Linked DNA regions of Mus musculus: region 1 is linked to region 2. The links are chromatin contacts, called in public Hi-C maps. All regions are on one chromosome and are shown on one strand. Each heading gives the region's core, a stretch centred on a gene start, on an enhancer-like site or on the middle of the called end of the contact. The rest is flanking DNA. Distances are from core to core; before and after follow the strand shown.

Region 1 (4,558 bases), core at 1,612-4,111, 49 kb after region 2:
AGTGCGTTGAGTTAGAGTTTGCCCTGAAATGGCCATCTGGAAAAGATGATCCCTTTGCTTCTGACATTTCCTGTCCAATTAAACTGCACAGAGATTTCAAGTGTCCTTCACATACCACTGTAGCCATGAAGCTGGCATGAACAGCATGGGACTGAGTTGGATTCACAAACTGCACAATTTCTTGGATGAGATGAAGAAGATAAGGATAGTTTACAGGAACTCACTGCAGAGCAGAAATGCTTTGTGGAGCACATTCTTTGTACAAAGCCATTGCCATGCAGGCAATCAGCTCTAATTAGAGGATTCTGGATCGTCCTGAACATCCTGGGGCCCACAATGATCTGCATCACCGTACCTATGAATGTCTCATAAGGCCTTTATTAAGTACAGTCCACCCAGCATCCCCTGCCCTGCTCTGTAACTGAGAAGATGCTGAAGTGGCAGAGTCTCCACTGTGCATTGTGGCTGAAACTCCAGACCCCTTTGAGAAGCATATTAAAAGAATCTTACAACATAGTGCTGCCAACCCAGCATTTCTCAAATCATCTGAAAAGGATCTGGTTCCCCCTCCTGAGGAGTAATCTTCAGCTTATCAGCAGAGCCACCAGGTGTTCTGAGAACAGTACATTCTCAAGCAGGACCTGGCTAAGGAGGAGATTCAGCAGACGGTCAAATTATTATGTGACCAAAAGAGGAAACAGCTAGATCTCAATTACTGTAGAGAGGAGAAGAAAAGTCTCCGGGAAATGGCAGAGCACATAGCTGACAAATATGAGGAAGCCAAAGAAAAACAAGAAGATATCACAAGATGATATGATCAGCAAGAAGATATGAACAGGACGGAAAAAGTGCTTCACTGTTTTCATACTCAGCTCTGACAGTGAGAGAGACATGAAGAAAGAGTTAGAGCTGACAGCTGATCAACCTCAATATCTAGGCAATGCCATCGAACAGGTTACTATGAAAAAAGATTATCTGCTGGGAGCCGGCTCCTAGCAGAAAGCAGCTCTCATCTCTGCAGCCATCTCAGGTTATTTATTACATCTCAGGTTATTTATTACATCTCAGGTTATTTATTACATCTCAGGTTATTTATTACAGGTTGGTACTTTTCCATCCTGACGAGAGACTTGTTTTCCTAGCATGATGTTTTTGCAAGCAGCCCACCACAACTGAACACACTCTGATAACATGCCGTTTTTCTCAGACACATCCTGGACTTACGGTTTAGTACTGCAAGGTACTTGTTGTTAAGTGTCTCCAGCTGCACTCCCCAGCTTGTGCTTATATACTGATAATTGCCTTTTAATAAACAAGACTTGATCAGACAGACTGTCTTGTCTCCATTCTTCGAGTCTCTTGCCCCTCCATCTCCCCTCTCTCCCTTTCAGATCCTGTTGACTGACCAGCGGGTTGGGTCAGTTATCAGCAGTGAAAGATGGAAAAAGTGCTGAGTCCCCAGAAACCCACCATTACTCTCAGTGCCTACCAGCAAAAGTGCATTCAGTCTATCCTAAAAGAAGAGGGTGAACACATAAGGCAAATGGTGAAGCTAATCAATGAAATCATGCCAACTTCTGACACCACCTGAACACAACTGAAGGCTTACAAACCCATGCTTTAAAAAACACAGGTAGAACTATCTAATTTATGAAGAAAAATGACTATATTGCCAAATATGACCTACAGATTCACTACATCCACTAAGAAAACTTCTACTTTCACAGAATTATGAGAGTTAAGCCTTGAATTCATATGAAAATCTGAAATACCTTGAATAGTCAAATCAATTTTTAGCAGAAAATGCAATACCAAAGGTTTGGCAATAAATAACATCAAGTTACATTACAGAGTTATAATAACAAAACAGCCAGGTAGTCGCACAAAAATAAATGTGTAGACCAAAGGATAGAAAAGAACCCAGAAATTAACCTATATAGCTATGGCCACCTGATTTTTGACACCAGTACATGTAAAAATATCCATTAATGAAATGACAGCCTCTTTAATAAATTGAGCTGAGAATAGTTGCTGTTTCGACACTTGGGCTACTCTCCCAGGGAGAGTAAGACACGAATGGCCAGGCCCAGCCGCAGCCAAAGCCAGACACAAAGAGAGGGGCCAGCACCAGCTCCTTGTCATCTTTGACCTCCAACCAGCAGCCCAAGAAAGAAGGCAACACCCCCAAGAAGAAGGAGAGTAAAGTCAGCATGAGCAGAAATTCGAAGCTCCTCTCTCCCAGCACCAAGAGGATCCAGAAGGAGCTGGCAGGCATCACTTTAGACTCTCCGCCAAACTGCAGCACTGGCCTCAAGGTGATAACATCTATGAGTGGAGATCAAGCACTCTGGGTCCTCCAGGGTTTGTGTATGAAGGTGGAGGATTCTTCCTTGACATTACTTTTACACCAGAGTATCCTTTCAAGCCTCCAAAGGTTACATCTCGTACAAGAATTTATCACTGTAATATTAATAGCCAAGGAGTTATTTGCTTGGACATATTGAGAGACAACTGGAGCCCAGCACTAACCATCTTGAAAGTCCTCCTTTCTATCTGCTCACTCCTTACAGACTGCAATCCTGCTGACCCTTTGGTGGGAAGTATTGACACTCAGTATATGACCAACAGAGCAGAACACGACAGAATGGCTAGACGGCAGACCAAGAGATATGCTACATAAACTGGGTTTTTTCAGTTCTTACATAATTTGTCTGTCACAGAAGAGAGCTGTTTATGAGTTTTGAAAGTATGGGAGTGGGAGTTGGTAAAGAGTAGGGTATTTCTATAACAGATATTATTCAGTCTTACTTTTCAGGATTGTTGTAACTTACAGTATCAAGGGAGTGTGGGAAGCCGTTGCAGAGTGGCAGTTACAGAGTGGCAGTTACAGAGTGGCAGTTGCAGAGTGGCAGTTGGCTACTGCTGGTCACCACACATACATAGGCAGTAAAGGTTCTTTTGCCAAGATGAGGTTTTGAGAATTGACCAAAGTTAACCAATCAGATGAGAGACAAGTTAACCAATCAGATGAGAGACAAGTTAACTAATCAGATGAGAGAGAACGCCTCTCCTAGGCCTATATAGGCTACAGTAGACAAACTGGTAATAGTGACTTTTAGAGCTGAAACTTTGAACTTTTAGAGCTGACTTTTAGTACACCAGGAAAGAATGCCTGTGTAGACACTTGTGCTCCATTGATTGTAGTCTAATATACTTTCAAAATCAGCTTAAATTTGTATAGGTTACACACATGGTCATTTATGTAAAGTCCAATTTTTTGGTTCAAAAAAATTGGAATTTGTTTTTTCCTTCTTAGAAGGAAACAATGGTATTTTAAAAGTTTGCAAAGATGAGTTTGTTACCTCATATATGTAAAATGGATACCTGGCTACAAGACACCATGTAGTTAATGTATTTTATTTTATATGCAAATTACTCTGAGGGTTGAATCAGGATTTGTGGAAACCTGTAGTGAAATACCTTAAGCTGTTGCAAAGATGAGTCTACTGTAAGTGTGGAACAGGAACTGTTCAGTTGATTGGTTAATTTAGATTTCTTATGTCTGTATTTGTTACTGTGCTAATAAACAATATTAAGAACAAAATAAATAAATAAATTGAGCTGAGGAAACTGGATTTCTGTATGTAGAAGAGTGAAAGTAGACTTGTATTTCTCATCCTGCAGAAATATCTATCCAAAATGGATCAAGTATTTCAATGTAAGATGTTGGGGGTTGGTTTGGTGCTGCTTGTATCCATATGCTAAATTCTGTACCCCGAGATCTGGTTGCCACAAAAGGCTCATGTATATCAGCCTTTGTTGTACAAAACCTTACTCCCCAATTAAAGCAATATTGGTTAAATAAAACTGGCAACAGCCAATCACTTGGGAGGAATAGAAAGAGGTGAAGTTGGAGTTACCAGGCTGGGGGGGTCTCACTCAAGTAGAGATAAAAAGGAGGAGAAAGGAGAAAAAGGAGAGAGAGAAAGCAAAGGAGCACAGAGGAAGTAAAGACAGAACAGGGGGCCTCCATTAGCCATGATGGACCAGCAGCATGTACCCCTAGTGAAATGCCTCCCCAGGACACCAGACTGCTGGAACAGAAATAACCCAGTTAGATTCAAACTGCGACTATTTGGTGAGCATAGTTGAGGAAATAGCCAGTCTAGTCTTAGAGTAATCCCCTAGTAATTGTGTAGAGCCTAATAAGTGATAGTTTGAGTCTCATTCATTTGAACTAGATGGAAATAAGCATAACTCATATTAATTTACAGTAAGATATAAAAGCTTGAAACAGAGGAAGCATAGCAAAAACATTTCATTATATAGTTATAGGCATTTTTTTCTCAAAAACATTCTAATTGCTCAAGAAATAATTCCCAAAACTGACAAATGGGAATACATGAAATTAAAATCCTTCTGCAAAGTAAAGAAGAAGAAAACAACAACAACAACTGCAAAATAACACCCCCCCCCCCACACACAACTAAAAAACAAAAAAACAACCCAGCGGTATGAAAAGAACCTACAGCATGGGCAAAAATACCTTCCTAAAATA
Region 2 (4,481 bases), core at 450-2,949:
ATCTAACGAGATGATCATGTGGTTTTTGTCTTTGAGTTTGTTTATATAATGGATTACATTGATGGATTTTCATATATTAAACCATCCCTGCATCCCTGGAATAAAACTTACTTGGTCAGGATGGATGATTGCTTTAATGTGTTCTTGGATTCAGTTAGCGAGAATTTTATTGAGTATTCTTGCATCGATATTCATAAGGGAAATTGATCTGAAGTTCTCTATCTTTGTTGGATCTTTCTGTGGTTTAGGTATCAGAGTAATTGTGGCTTCATAGAATGAGTTGGGTAGAGTTCCCTCTACTTCTATTTTGTGGAATAGTTTGTGCAGAACTGGAATTAGATCTTCTTTGCAGGTCTGGTAGAGCTCTGCATTAAACCCATCTGGTCCTGGGCTTTTTTTGGCTGGGAGTCTATTAATGACTGCTTCTATTTCTTTAGGGGATATGGGACTGTTTAGATCATTAACTTGATCCTGATTTAACTTTGGTACCTGGTATCTGTCTAGAAATTTGTTCATTTCGTCCAGGTTTTCTAGTTTTGTTGAGTATAGCCTTTTGTAGAAGGATCTGATGGTGTTTTGGATTTCTTCAGGATCTGTTGTTATGTCTCCCTTTTCATTTCTGATTTTGTTAATTAGAATGTTGCTCCTGTGCCCTCTAGTGAGTCTGGCTAAGGGTTTATCTATCTTGTTGATTTTCTCAAAGAACCAACTCCTCCCATAATTAGCCTCCAAACGATGACACCATTGCATACACTAGCAAGTGTTTGTTGCAAGGACCGTGATATAGCTGTCTCTTGTGAAACTAGGCCGGGGCCTAGCAAATACAGAAGTGGATGCTCACAGTCAACGATTGGATGGATCACAGGGCCCCCAATGGAGGAGCTAGAGAAAGTATCCAAGGAGCTAAAGAGATCTGCAACCCTGTAGGTGCAACATTATGAACTAACCAGTACCCCGGAGCTCTTGACTCTAGCTGCATATGTATCAAAAGATGGCCTAGTTGGCCATCACTGGAAAGAGAGGCCCATTGGACAGGCAAACTTTATATGCCCCAGTACAGGGGAACGCCAGGGTCAAAAAATGGGAATGGGTGGGTAGGGAAGTGGGGGGCGGGGGAGGGTGTGGGGGACTTTTGGGATAGCGTTGGAAATGTAATTGAGGAAAATACGTAATAAAAAAAATATTTAAAAAAAAAAAAGAAGAGATATTCCTTGGAAAGTGACTTCCATGTTGGAAAAGGGGTAGGTGAGACACACTGGGGGATGAAGGAGATGCGGATGACTGAAGAATGTGGTGGATCATAGCAGAGCATGGACTAGAAATAGGAAATGGACCCAATGTAAGAAAGGCTTCTATCTTAAGTTGGGTTCTCTCGAACCAGATGCTGAGACGATTTGTGGCCAGGTGTTTACGGTTTGTGCTTCCAAGACTAGAGCCTATAAGGAGAGGAGGGTGTTTAGCTGGAACTGCTTTCAATAAAGGCCTTTGTGTACTGTACAGACTGATGGGGGCTTCTGCCCCTCCACTCTCGGGGCCAGGACTCTGAGAGTCTACCTGAGAGACTCAGCTATAAGACCAGCAGCTCATACTCTGTTCCTCGAACTGGAAAGGGAAACTTTGGGCTGTTGCAGGTACCTTGATGTCTGCCCTGTGTATGGCCAGAGGTCAGTGACTCAGAGGGTGAATGTGCAACAAGGCAGGCAGCTGGGCTTGTGGCCAGGGGACATGGCATGGAGGCTGGGGGTTTGAAGGTTTTCTTAGGAATGAACTCTGGTGGAGAAACTGGGTAAGCTGAACCACACCGGTCTGTGTGAGGTGTCCTCTTTTAGAGCAGCTCAGTTATCTTATCAGCCACTCTCTAGGATACTCATTCCAACACTCCTGGTTGTCTTTGGAAACAGAAAACAGGCAATAGTATAAACGAATGAATGTATACGTCTGTGGCCTAGGAAAATCCTTGCCCCTTTTAAGAGTGTCCAAGTACTAATGTTTACAAAAGCTCTCTATGATTATATTATATTTCACTGACTGTTTCTCAGTCAGTACTTGAATGTAATATTCCCACCTAAGAATGACACTTCTTTAATTCCACAAACCATGTTCCTGTGTCAGGCCACCACAAGGGATGCCAGCTGCAAAGGGTTACATTCTCTTTCATATGTGACTATATTCTGTATATCTAAATCACTAAACTCACCTATAAAGTGACATTTTAAATATTTACCAGAAAGACCAAGTGGATTTAGGAAAACTGCATGCTGTCTGGGTGAATCGGATGACAGGAGTATGCACTTAGTGTTTAGATGTCCAGTCTGATCTCCACCGTGAATCACTCTGGCTCTACTTCTCCGCCCAGTATCTGATCCTGAGAAGATCCTGAGAAGCAGCGGAAATGACTCTCGGTCAGATCCTTTCACTGGAAAGATGAATCATGCTAATTCATAAAATACCACTCTGAGCTCTGGCCTGACAGTTTAATAGCTTTTTCCTTTAGTCAGTTGGTGTAAGAATCTAATTTTGAGCCTATTCATTTATCCTAAAAGGTCAATGTAATTTCCTGAGAGGCCCCGTGGTCCTGCTTCTAACACAGCACTAATGCTAGCACCAAGTTGTGAAAAGATAAAGCTCGCAGATGTCTCTCTTGCTGACTACTGAACATCTGTTCAGATCCACAGGTACAAAGTCTTCACCTGAGCGTCACGTGAGCCCTTTGTTCTTATATCACAATTAAACTATATGCCGTGTCTTCCCTGTCCTCTAGAAACTCTCTTTCATTTGGTCTGCCACACTTGCTTTGATCATGTCCCCCATCAATGCATCCAAATAGCCTACAGTTGTTCACCTGAGGCTAACCCCCAGATAGACCTCCCAGGGTACTCTTCTCATGATAACCTGTGAGGCTTCCACTCAGCCAAGTTGACATTTTTCCCTAGCTAGGACTTGCACATCTATGCACACCTGCACACCTTGTACTCTGTATTGCATCAAAAGGTCATCACCTGTCCTGAGGAAAGCCTTTCAAACGGAAAACATTATGAAGAACAATGGTACAAGAGGCAGTGTTTCCAACTGGAGGCTTGGTAGGAGGAGTGTCTAAAAGAGACTGTTGCAGTTCTTCCTAGTTCTTTCTTTTATACTGTTGAAAATAGGGTGAATCATTTCCTTGATGTGAAAAGGCTTGCTGGAATTATATGCTTCGATGAACTCTGGTATTACATTGTTTTACATTATAAGGATTAAAACACATCACCTGGTGAGACAAGACTCTGATTGTGAAAAATTATACCAGAAACAGCTAACTACAATTGCAACTACTTCAATATCGGAAAAGGAACAAAATATTCTGACTGAAGTGCTTAGAAAGAAACAGCATTTGGTTTGGGCATTGGAACAGAAAGAAGAATAGGAGATCTGAAAGGAGTCCTAAGAGGAACAGAGCCTGAAGATTCCTGGGGAGGTGTGCCCTCAGTAGCTGTGTTGGAGGATGCAGAGTTAGGGTGAGAAGTGATCCGGGATAATGAATGGTACTCGGGGGACAGGGGACTTTGATGCCATGGGAAGGATTTCCATTTTGCTCTTAACAGAGAGACCTGTTGAGAGTGTTTTGAGTGGGTCTGATTTGTAGCTTTGTTACTCAGCTGTGGGAAGGAGTATCTGAAGAAGCTCAGGCATGAAGAAAAGAGTGGGACAGAGGGTGGTCAGGGCTGCCTCACTTGGACTATAAGAAGACAAGCTTGGGAAACACTGCATTCTCGCAGTAGGGAAGTCTTACAATGGGTTGTATATGGCAGAGGGGAAAACAGTTGAAAAGATCATAAGGTTTCCTATTTCAGCACAACAACAAGCCCCAAATGGTCCCCATTGATTCCCCACTCCTTGGCTTCACCCACACTCATATGGGTCCTTCCCTAACCGAACAAGGGTTATTCTCTTTGGCCAATTGAATATGCCAGAAGCGATGATGTGCCTCCATTGACATTTTGATGAGAGCCAGAGCCTGAACTACTCAGCCAAGTTTCCCAGACTCCTAACACTCAGAAAAAAAAACTTCTAAGTTTTCAGAATTTGTTATGCAACAGCAGACACCAAATACTTTGGATGACTAGGACAATTTTGATTAACTATGAAACAAAGCAGAGGAAATGGGAACTAGTTATATCAAAGGAATGAAACTTTCTGTTTTTAGAACATACTTTGGCTGTGACAGCTTCCTGCTCCCTCCCTGCTCCTCGGGGATCTGGGGATGGACACAGACTAGGAATTCATTCACAGAGTGCAGATGGTGCTTCCAAGATGAATAATTCATCAGAATCACTTGACAAACTGGTGGCTGGATCAGACCCCCTAGTGTCCTGGTTCTGCTGGTTTGAGGATGGGTCTTGAACTAGTGTTTTAAGTATTGTTCATGATTTGGGTTCAGGAATCAGTCTTGGTACCATTAGTACAGTATGAAAGAAGGAGATGCAGAATGCTAACATGTA

What was found. A called contact is a pair of places that touch in the nucleus more often than the background predicts.
Region 1: a Hi-C map of the N1E-115 cell line shows a contact between it and region 2, with 4 times the contacts expected there. The contact joins the promoter of 4930401C15Rik here to the enhancer-like site in region 2. A contact is called at or near these places in 1 of 484 Hi-C or Micro-C datasets (the N1E-115 cell line), 2 of 115 datasets of contacts at active chromatin or transcription factors (both in embryonic stem cells) and 1 of 9 other capture datasets (embryonic stem cells).

What each region holds. Positions count from the first base shown.
Region 1 is chr10:25,834,576-25,839,133 of GRCm38.p6, forward strand. It overlaps 4930401C15Rik (RIKEN cDNA 4930401C15 gene), which reads right to left and starts at 2,862. Exons shown (of 5, transcript NR_045349.1): 1 at 2,832-2,862. It also overlaps the pseudogene Gm19801 and the pseudogene Gm6906.
Region 2 is chr10:25,786,477-25,790,957 of GRCm38.p6, forward strand. It overlaps 4930401C15Rik (RIKEN cDNA 4930401C15 gene), which reads right to left. Exons shown (of 5, transcript NR_045349.1): 3 at 2,225-2,376. Among named protein-coding and RNA genes, the nearest start is that of 4930401C15Rik, 49 kb to the right of the region's middle. Within about 2 kb of position 1,700, at least 35 of the 459 cell types and tissues checked have an H3K27ac peak or open chromatin away from gene starts, as enhancers often do. A contact at or near this core is called in the N1E-115 cell line, where this site is marked.